Linked DNA regions of Mus musculus: region 1 is linked to region 2. A link is a contact called in public promoter capture Hi-C data. All regions are on one chromosome and are shown on one strand. The core of a region is the stretch at or near the end of the contact, and the rest is flanking DNA. Distances in the headings are between cores, read along the strand shown.

Evidence for each region. Promoter capture Hi-C pulls out the DNA fragments that hold promoters and counts their contacts.
Region 1: a promoter capture Hi-C map of neutrophils shows a contact between it and region 2, with 2.3 times the contacts expected there. The contact joins the enhancer-like site here to the promoter of F13a1 in region 2. A contact is called at or near these places in 3 of 39 promoter capture datasets (macrophages, neutrophils and stem cell-derived epiblast-like cells), 5 of 484 Hi-C or Micro-C datasets (the HPC-5 cell line, double positive thymocytes, granulocyte-monocyte progenitors and 2 more), 1 of 115 datasets of contacts at active chromatin or transcription factors (heart atrium) and 3 of 9 other capture datasets (adipose tissue, liver and macrophages).

The regions. Positions count from the first base shown.
Region 1 is chr13:37,128,454-37,133,155 of GRCm38.p6, reverse strand. No RefSeq gene overlaps it. Among named protein-coding and RNA genes, the nearest start is that of Gm30549, 60 kb to the right of the region's middle. Within about 2 kb of position 2,290, at least 66 of the 459 cell types and tissues checked have an H3K27ac peak or open chromatin away from gene starts, as enhancers often do. A contact at or near this core is called in the HPC-5 cell line, adipose tissue, double positive thymocytes and 2 more, where this site is marked.
Region 2 is chr13:37,047,671-37,052,764 of GRCm38.p6, reverse strand. It overlaps F13a1 (coagulation factor XIII, A1 subunit), which reads left to right and starts at 3,552. Exons shown (of 15, transcript NM_028784.3): 1 at 3,552-3,624.

The DNA.
Region 1 (4,702 bases), core at 1,041-3,540, 82 kb before region 2:
GACTTACTCCAGCCCACATGTTTGTTCATTATTTTGCTTACAGCATAGCCCTCATAGCAGAGGCTAAGACCCATGAGAGTGGGCAGAAGTATGGAGTTATCATTTAGGTCTTGGCTCAGAACTTGTAATACCTTTTTAAATTGCATTTCCAAAAGTAAAGCAACTCACAAGGTCATACTAAAATCAGTGAGTTGGAGAAATAGTCTCCCTTTTTGACCTGAGAAGTTACAAAGTCAAGTTGGCAAAGGCAATGAAGTAAGAGGATAATTGCATCCATTTTTGCCACCAACTAACGTGTTGTCCTCTACTACCTGCCAACATATCCAGACAAGGCACTGATTGCAAGAACTTATTTGAAAGATGGTTCTAAGGGGTTGAGCAAATTGCCAAAGAAGTGTGAGAGAGAAAGAGATGGAACATGCATCAAGGGTGTGTTCATGGAATGGTTTCCAAGGGGATTGCATGGGACATCTTGGAGTCTCTGAAGAACCTTCAGAGTTGCCTCAGCAGAAGGGAAGGAAAAACCAAGTCTGTGAGGCACTGTCTCCTGTCTCTCCTTGCTTGAGGACTGATCTCAGGTGGTGAAGAAGAAGGGAGGGTTTAACATATGGAGAAAGATTGTATACACATGTATATAAAGGGGGGGGGTTCTCAGTAGAGATGGAAAATGTGACCAACCTATGAAACAGAATTTCCCTCTGACCCTTAGATGGACAGGTTCATTTCTGTGAGTTCTAGAAGAAACCCCTTGGTATAAGCAAATAGAGTGAACAATTTCAAACAGCAATGACATTGCCTTGTAAATGAAATTGCCACAGGATTTGACCAGGAGATAATCAGTGGGCATCTTGGCAAGGGTTGTTTTATTTTTAGTAGTGAGAACCAAAGTTTATTTGAAATAGGGGGAAGAAATAACAGGAGAAGAGATGGAGTAAAAAGCATAAAAATATTCATATGGAGGATGCAATAAGAGTGGACTAGAATCTAGAAGTGAGGTGAAGAACAAGTGAGGGCTTATCATATTGAGATTGTATGCCAGTGTATACAAATGAGGATTGCTCAAGAGAGTTGGAAAATGTGACCAACATATGAATCAGAATGGGAGACCTTTGAGACTGTTGTCACTGTGGAGATGGACAGAGGTAGCAAGTCCTTCATGGTATTCAATATCCTCTCCTTCAGGAGGCATTCCCTGATATGTATGCAGTGCAAGATGGAGAGCCTCTGGGAAGCACTGGCCACTGTTGTTGTTAGCACTAAGCCCTGTTTGTGCTTCCTTTTCATTTTTAAACCTTGCCTTACTGTAAGACACACCCAACTCAAGCAGGGATCATGTCTGCCTTAATCAATGCCTAGTCACCATCTCACTGCAGATAACTAAACAAATATTTATTGAGTGAACGAGTCTATTGATTGACAGAATAAAAGAGCTTGCTAGTCATTGCTTCATGTGATAGGGAAGTTCCACTCTGACAGGTTCAATCCTATGGGCCATAGCCATCACATACATCATTATAGAGCAGTGGTTTTCAGCTTTCCTAATGCTGGAACCCTTAATACAGTTCCTCAAGTGGTGGTGACTCCCAACCATTAAATTATTCTTGCTGCTACTTCACAACTGTAGTTCTGCTACTGTTATGAATCATAATGTAAATATCTGTTATGAAGATGATCATAGGCAACCCCCTGTGAATGGGTCACAACCCACAGGTTAAGAATCACTGGGATAGGGGTTGCCAGGCACCAGCTCTGGGATTTTAAGTGTGTACTGCATGCTTAGCTTTTAACATGGGTCCTGGGAATCAAACTCAGGAATGTAAGTTTATGTACCCAACACTCGAGTGACTGACCTGTCTTCCCAGCCATACCAGCCACCCCTAATAGAGAAACTTAACTTTTCAAGTGCATTATCTTGGCCAAAGACAGTTTCACTGGTGTGGTGGCAACAAAAAGTCTCTTTGAAGTGGAAAAGGGGGCATGATCAGAAGGACTTTGCAGGCCCATCCATTAGTTCCCCACTAACCTCCTCTTTAGATCTAATTCTACATGATTCTCCCCCTCTGCCCCCTGCCCCGCTCCTAATTTCCCCAACATCATCAGCAAACATTTGAAATTCTGGCAGAAGTGAAAGAAACTACAATAGTTGTACCGATAGATTGATTAGCTTCCCTTAGATTTCCTGGTGGACAGGTTTGTTAGCTTTCGTTGGTAGCCGTTCAAACACCTGCCACTCAAGGGTTCCGGTACAAGAGGGAGAAGCAGCCTTTCCTCCAGCTAGCTTGCCTGTGAACTCTCTGTGGGTGTGTGACTTTACAGAAATAGAACGGCTCTGGCGGTTACTTAGGATTGCAACACAGCGAAACGTGAAATTGCTTTGCAGCTGTTCTTTGCAAAACGGACCCATTCAATACGGTCTTATTTTTTTCCATTTAAGATTCCTAATGACAAGGCCAAGTCAGTTGGCTTCAGTGAACTGAGCTGCATCAGGGACCAATATTTACTGGCCTTCAAGCAGGTGCCTATTTCCCTGTTGAGACCCTGGTCAGGTCCAGGAGCTAAACTGAATAGGATTTTGGAATGATTTGGCATTTAGCTATGGATATTTTGATTTTCAAGTCCAATATTTTCCAACTTAATGCAGTTTTGCATAGATTTACTGGTGGCTTAGGAATTTAGTTTCTTACTCTGGGATGGGGTCAGTATTTGCTCTACTGATAGCTTGATAGCATATCTCAGCACCATGTAGTGTTTTAGTTTGAATAGGGCTTATTACTTTCATCTAAACAGCAGTATGGGAATTGGTTTGTCCAGCTAATGCAATAGCCCAAAGGCTAGCAATCCCATTTGGAAAGCTTAATGTAATATTTATTAGATTCTGGAGATTAATGTAGTTAATTCTTGATTGTCTGGATGTGGTTTATAAATATTATCAAACTCTCTCTTTTCAGATTCTGGGCAGTAAATTACACCAGAAAAGCAAATTTCATAGTAAATGAGCTATTTGATATGCACAAATCTCCTTGTTCAATATGCACATTTTAGAATTTTATTTTGGTTCACTACTGGAATATTATCTGATCAAAATAAAACATAAAGGGAGCAGCTTGATATAAAGAACCCCTCTTTGGATTGAGGTCCCTGTACCACTACTGATCATTTGTGTGCTATTAGACAAGCAATATTTAGGCATTTTGAACAAGTTTGGGCATGCTCAAGCTCAAATATGGCGTAGTTAAAACACCTGTTCTCTATCTGTCTCAGGACTATTGTGAAGTTAACAGAAAGCTGAATCTTGTTTAACTTCCATGTCATCTTTGAAAATGCTATGTAGTTGTTAAATAAAATGTACTTGTTGCAGAGGATTGCCATATCTGGCCTCAATGGGAGGGGAGGTCCTTGGCCCAGGAGAGGCTCGATGCCCCAGTACAGGGGGATGCTAGAGCAGTGAGGCAGAAGTGTGTGGGTTGTTAGGTGGGGGAGCACCCTCATAGAAGTAGGGGGAAGAAGGGATGGGATAGGGAGTTTTTGTCGGGGAAACTAGGAAAGGAGACAACATTTGAAATGTAAACAAATAAAATAACCAATAAAAATAAATTAAAAAGTGTACCTTGTAAACTCCAAAGAAATACACACATATATTAGGATTTGCATTGTTTCATAATCAGTCCTTCCTATTCTTCTTCTTCTTCTTCTTCTTCTTCCTCCTCTTCCTTCTCCTACTTGACTCACTTCAGTTAAAATTTCTCCTCTCCCTTCTTTCCCCCTTTTTCCTCCTCCTCTGCTTCTCCTTATAATAGAGAATGAAATGCTGTTTGTCAAAGAGTTTAAAGCCTGTTTCTGACACGCAGAACTAGTGAAACTGTTGGGCAGTGGGACTTGCACCACTTGCTGCCTCAATCATCCCTCCTCTCGTGCACTGTTCACACACATACTGTGCTGGTTAAGATTCTTAACTCGACCTAAGCTGGTCCTTGAGATGAGGAGCCTCAATTGAGATAATAACTCCATCAGATTGCCGGTATGAAAGTCTGTAGGGCATGTTTGTTTGTCTGTTTGTTTGTTTGTTTGTTTAAATTAACAATTGATGTATGAGAGTATGAGAGCCTAGTTCAAGGGGATTGGTGCTACCTTTGGCAGATGACCCTGGGTGATATAAGAAAGGGGGCTGAAATGTCATGGGAAATAATCCAATGAGAAAGGGTCTTCTATGGCATCTGCTTAAGTTCCTGCCTCTAGACTCCTGCTTGAGTTCCTGTCCTGACTTTCTCCCATCATGGTCTAGGATATGGACGTGTAAGCTAAAGAAACCCTTATGTCCCAAGTTGTTGTTAATTATGGAATTTTATATCAGCAAACATACTAGTACATCACTCAGTATGACTTTGTTACAGAGTCGGTTCAGTGGTGATGTTACAAGTTCAAGATGTGGTCTACATCTATGAACAAAACTATTTTAGAGAAAATATTGAAAGATTCATATACCTTTGGTAATATACCATAGCTTGGCTGTTTAATAATATCAAGAAAATATGAAATTGGATTCCTTCCCTGACCCACATGTCCTGCAGTAGGAGATTAGGAGAAAGGAGTATATTTTTCTGTTTCCATGGAAATGGACTTGATCAGAAAGGCAAGACACAAGCATTAATCACCTAGATAGGAGAATATTATCCTCCTACAAGAGACATGTTGCTATGGAGAA
Region 2 (5,094 bases), core at 2,303-4,802:
ATCTAGTTCCTGCCACATAAGCTCCTGCCATATGCTGACCCCAACGACTGGGTGTCTAATTGTGGGGTTGACTCACCGCCACTGTTTGCCCTCCTGTCTCTTCTATCACCTGTGTAAACAATTCCTCTGTGTCAGGCTCTCGCTTTAAAAATACCTGATGTGGTTTTCCTTTTCCTACTTGGACCCATACACTATAAATGTCTTCTCCATGCCAAGCGAAAGGGCTCTAGATATGAAGGACATCATGCCATCCCTGAAGACCTCAGTGTTCACATAGACTGCTTCTGTACATATAAGATTTGCTGGCACAGCTCAACATTCATTCTACAATGAGAAACTTGTTCTGACTCCTAAGCCACGGGGCCATGAGGCAATGCTCTAAGCTATATGGGCTTCTTCCACATGCTGGGATTAGTGCCTCTGATGCTGAGTTACTGACTGTCTCTTGAGCACAGGGAACCCATCACATTTACAATGTTACTAGATTGGTGGCAGAACACTATTAAACTAATGTGTGTACACACCCACTGAGCTGTGCGTTTGGGGGCCAAATGTGGTACAGTCATGATGATTGCGAGGCGACAAGCATGTCTTGAATGCACAGCTCATCTAATGTGTTGACATGTGACTAGTCTGATGTAAAATATGCAAGCACGACCATGCTCGTCCAACTCCCAGATGAGTCTACCAGACCACTGTGGCATCTTCACTCAGATCTTCTAAGCATACAACAGAGAATGATGGACTTCCCATGATATCTTCAGTAGTCTCTCTCTGGCTGGAGTCCCTGTTGTCCAATGGGACTCCAGTCAGGAAAATGATCCTACCAGGGTCAAGAACAGGGTTAAAGAAGCTTTTTGCAGGACAGCTGACCCACTGGAGGTATGATCAGGGCTACAAATGGGGAATAGTCTTCTAGTGGGTAGAGAAGGATGAGAGGAGAGAGTTTCTGGGCTGGAGAACAGGCTAGGAGGTTTAATGACTAGGATAATGTGTGACAGTTAGGGCAGGAGATGAGATGACCTGAGAGCAGGGAAGACATAATACTCAAAAGGAAAGTAGGGTCTAGATCATGTGGGGTCTTTTTCAGTTGATGGTTAGACTTTATTTTGAAAGCAAAGTTAACTAGCCACGTAGAAGCTTTGGGCAAAGAATCTGAATCCAGATTTGAGCCCTTCAATGCTTACTGTGACTGCACTGCCCAGAAAGAATTAAGAGGGGTAAAGGGGTAAAGAGATAGGTTTATGACTAATTAAAAGATAGAATAGAAGACATCTGATGAAGGATTAGATTTGAGGCTTGGAGTGGGGGTTGTCTGGAATGTGTAGCAATACTCAAGACACTGATGTTCACCGAGTTAGGAAACTCTATGATAAGCCAGGTCTTCAGACAAAATTGTATCTCACCATGGAGATGATGACTGTGGGCTTCACTGCAGTGGGTCAAGAGAAGGTGACCAGCAGTCAGGTGGCTGGGGGAGTCAACAGCTCTGGAAAAGACCATGGCTAGGCACTTAGATTGGGGAGGTGCCAGGAGATACATGTAGTAAATCTCTCAGAGTTGCTGGGATAATCGAAGGATAGCACGCTACATTGAAGGGAATAGCACAGTGTGCAGTGGCCCAGAGTCCACAGAAAAGACCTTCAAGGACAGAATGGGCAAGAGAACTCAGTGCCTCAAAAGAATAAAAACTCAGTCTTCTTCTTTGCCTCAAAGACACACAATTGCAAGTGCACTCCTTTCAATGTGGCCTCTCTCCTCCAAAACTCAGGTTGAAACTAGAGCCTCTGTGTGATAAACACTGAGAGTTGATTAGACCCTTAAGAGGTGGTTAGGTCTTTCAGAAAGATCAGCGTAGCTCTCATGGGACTAGGCTAGTTACTATGAGGACAGTTCACTAAAAAGCAAGGCTGACCCCAAATTTTCTCTTTTCTAATGTCTGTTTTTTCTCCTGCTTTATGCCTCAGGAAGACAGTGTGAAGTAGACAATGCTCTTCTGCTCAGCCTACTACACCTTGCAGTGTACAAAATAAACCTACCCCCTACACCTTAAAAAAAAAGAGGAGAAAGCCCAAGGTTTGTTTTTTGTTTTGTTTTGTTTCTAGAAGCTAGGAATATGACAACCCCACACTCTTAGGCTTCTCAACATGCAGAGCCGCAAGCTAAAGAAAACAGTGGGTTTTTTTTTCTTTATAAATGTCCCAATTTCAGGCATTTTGTTACAGCAACACAATGCACTAAGGCAGATTCTGTTTCTTTGGTAGTTTCAATAGAATATTGGATGTAGAACTCAGAAGTCAGAGGCTTGGTGACAGAGGAGGGGGGAGAGAATCAAAAATGAACAGAGGTTGTGAATTGAGAGAAGTCTTTTAAAAACGTTGAAGAGACTTGACTTGAAATTGTGTCAATGGTGACAGGAAGCAGCTGTGAGGGAGTTGGAGCTTGAAGCTACAGGAGGAAGAGAGGATAAGAGACACAGTAAAGCCCTTGAGAAAGTGACAGGAAATACGACAAACGTTTAGTTTGGATACAAGGAGGAGGAAGAGGAGGAGGACTTTTTTATTTCAAGGGTAAGAAGTGGGGTAACTTGGTAAAATTACAGACAAGTACACAGATTTGGGACAGAGAGATGGGATGGGGAGAACATGAATTCCTAACCAATAGCATCTCTTTGAAATGTGAAGATTGCGTGTCAGAATCAGACATCTGGAGACTATGAGAGCATTTAGATGGATCTGTGGTTAAAATCAATGGTTAAACATGTGGCCATATCAAAATAAAGATAGGCAAATTCTGGGGTGGATAACTTTCTTTCCTTTCTCTGTAAGTCTTGGAGATACACCAGAATGCTCCAAGGCAAAACAAAGCATTTCCAGCTTGGGTGACACTCTTGAGGGTATCTGTCCATCAGTTCTGACGCTGGACTTCAATGTGGCTGTACTACAGGAAGTTCTGTGGTTTGGCTGGGGCTGGGGCTGGGGCTGGGGCTGGGGCTGGGGCTGGGGCTGGGGCTGGGGCTGGGGCTGGGGCTGGATCTGTGGGGGAATTCAGGACGCAATTTTCTTTGCACAAGATGGACTCATTGCTCTTTCTTTATGCATGGTCACCACTGTCTGTGTGACCTGTCTGTGAAAAGGCAGATCCTCCCTTCTGCCAGCTCACCACCCTGGCAAGGCATTTCCACAGGATAAAAAAATGTCCCTTTAGCCCTTCTGACCCAGCAAGAGGGCAGAAGAGAGGCTGGCTCACACTCCAGTGCCATTTGCCAGTTGCTAGTAGTAGCCAGAGGAGGGGAAAGGCTGACTGGGGGTCTGGGGGTGGGGGGAGTGAGGAGATGCCAGCATGGGAACTTAGGAACAAATGGGGTATGGAGGCAGGGAGGCACACATACTAGACCATCAGAGCCGAATGTCAGGAGTAAACGGAAAGTCCTAGAAACAGTTCTGCCCCCTCCACCAGCCGTCAAGAAAGGGGAGGAGAAATCCTCTGGGATGGGGAGGAGGGTGGGAGCCGTTAGGAAGTTATTTAAGAGCCAACTTTCTGGTCACTTTGCCCGAGTCCTTTTGAGGAAGTACCCAGAGGCACACAGAGACTACCAGAGCACCCTCTCAGGAGCACAAGCAGGTAAGAGACCCTCAGAGCAGCACTAAGCAGCCCTGTTCCAAGCTGTGGCAGTCCTCTGAACCTACATTCTATGTCTGTAGTGTTGGGGAGTGGTCAGAGGCAGCCTCTCTCTCCATCTCCGCATTTTCACCTCTTTAAGAGGGACCCTCTTTGAACTCTACCATGCTATCCTGAGAGCACAGCTGGGTGAGGTTGCTCCTCCAAGGCAGGTCCCCTTTCCCAAGGGAAGCCAGCTGTGGAGCTGGAAATAAGGTTAGAGGACAGGGTAAGGCCACCTGGGAATGCCCGCCTTCCATCTCAACACAGGGGCTGAACTCAAGTTCCTTTCCCATCTCCAAATCTACCAAGAGAAGGGGAGCTCCCTCACCTGCACTCACACAGTGGCCTGCACTTCCTTCCTTGACCAGCACTTGGAATGTTCTCTGCTCTACTTGCTCTCTACTAGAAGGTGGTGTGACTACCCAGCACTGCTCCCCATCCCCTGTGACCACTCAGGATGCCTTTGCTATTTAACACCAGGGGGGTTGAGTTTTCTTGTCCTCTCTGTCACCAAACCTTTTTATTTAAACTTTTCTCCCTCCTTAGCTCACCAGAGATTATCTGTAAATCCCCAAAGGCATCTGTAGATACCCATTGCTGTCTCATCCTTCCAAGAATCCCTTTCTCCTCCAAAGACCAAATACCTTACTAAATGGTCCTGTGCTCAGCCTCGCTTCTAGGACTCCTCTCATTTCTAGAACAGTTGAATCAAGTTGATCCCATAATAGCAATGCTTCACCTTACAAGGGTGTGCCTGGGTTTTGCAAACAGCCAGATTGCCAGGAGTCACTGCATGGTGAGCCAGGTGAAGAGACAAAGTCCCCCTTCATTTTGGCCAGTTGGTCAACAAGTCCTTATTGGGCCCTGAAGGTAAGGTGGGTAGTGTTTAGACTGGCTGGTTGCCTGCACAAACTCCAAGGGAAGAGGAAGCAGGCCAGACCAAGTTAGAGCACAGCCTACTCACGATTTCAATTGGATATAACCATGACCTCCATCCCACATACCCTAGCAGATTCATGTATGACTATTGTCAGGGTCACCCCTAAACCCACGATACTGTAAGCTCTCAGGAAAGAGACACTGTTTTCATGTCTGATGAACCTACCTAAGTACTAAGATCAGATCCCAGCTTGTAAGAAGCCCTCAGTAAATAGTGACCAAATTAAATGACTGGTGGGACATCGTTAAGGAACCATCCTAATCTGTACATGTTTTCATGAGTCTAATCCTCACAGTGACGTTGGTTTGGTGAGTCTCCCTGAGATGAGCAATTGAATGTACTTACAAATATGCAGGCTTTGAGGTGCTGAGGCAAGAAAAATTATGCTGTCTGAAATCTTTAAAGACTTCTTACTCCCTTGCTTTCTCTACATCTTGACAAATGGGGACTCTCCCTGAGATCCTCAGGGGACACACTCCTTCACTGGGGTA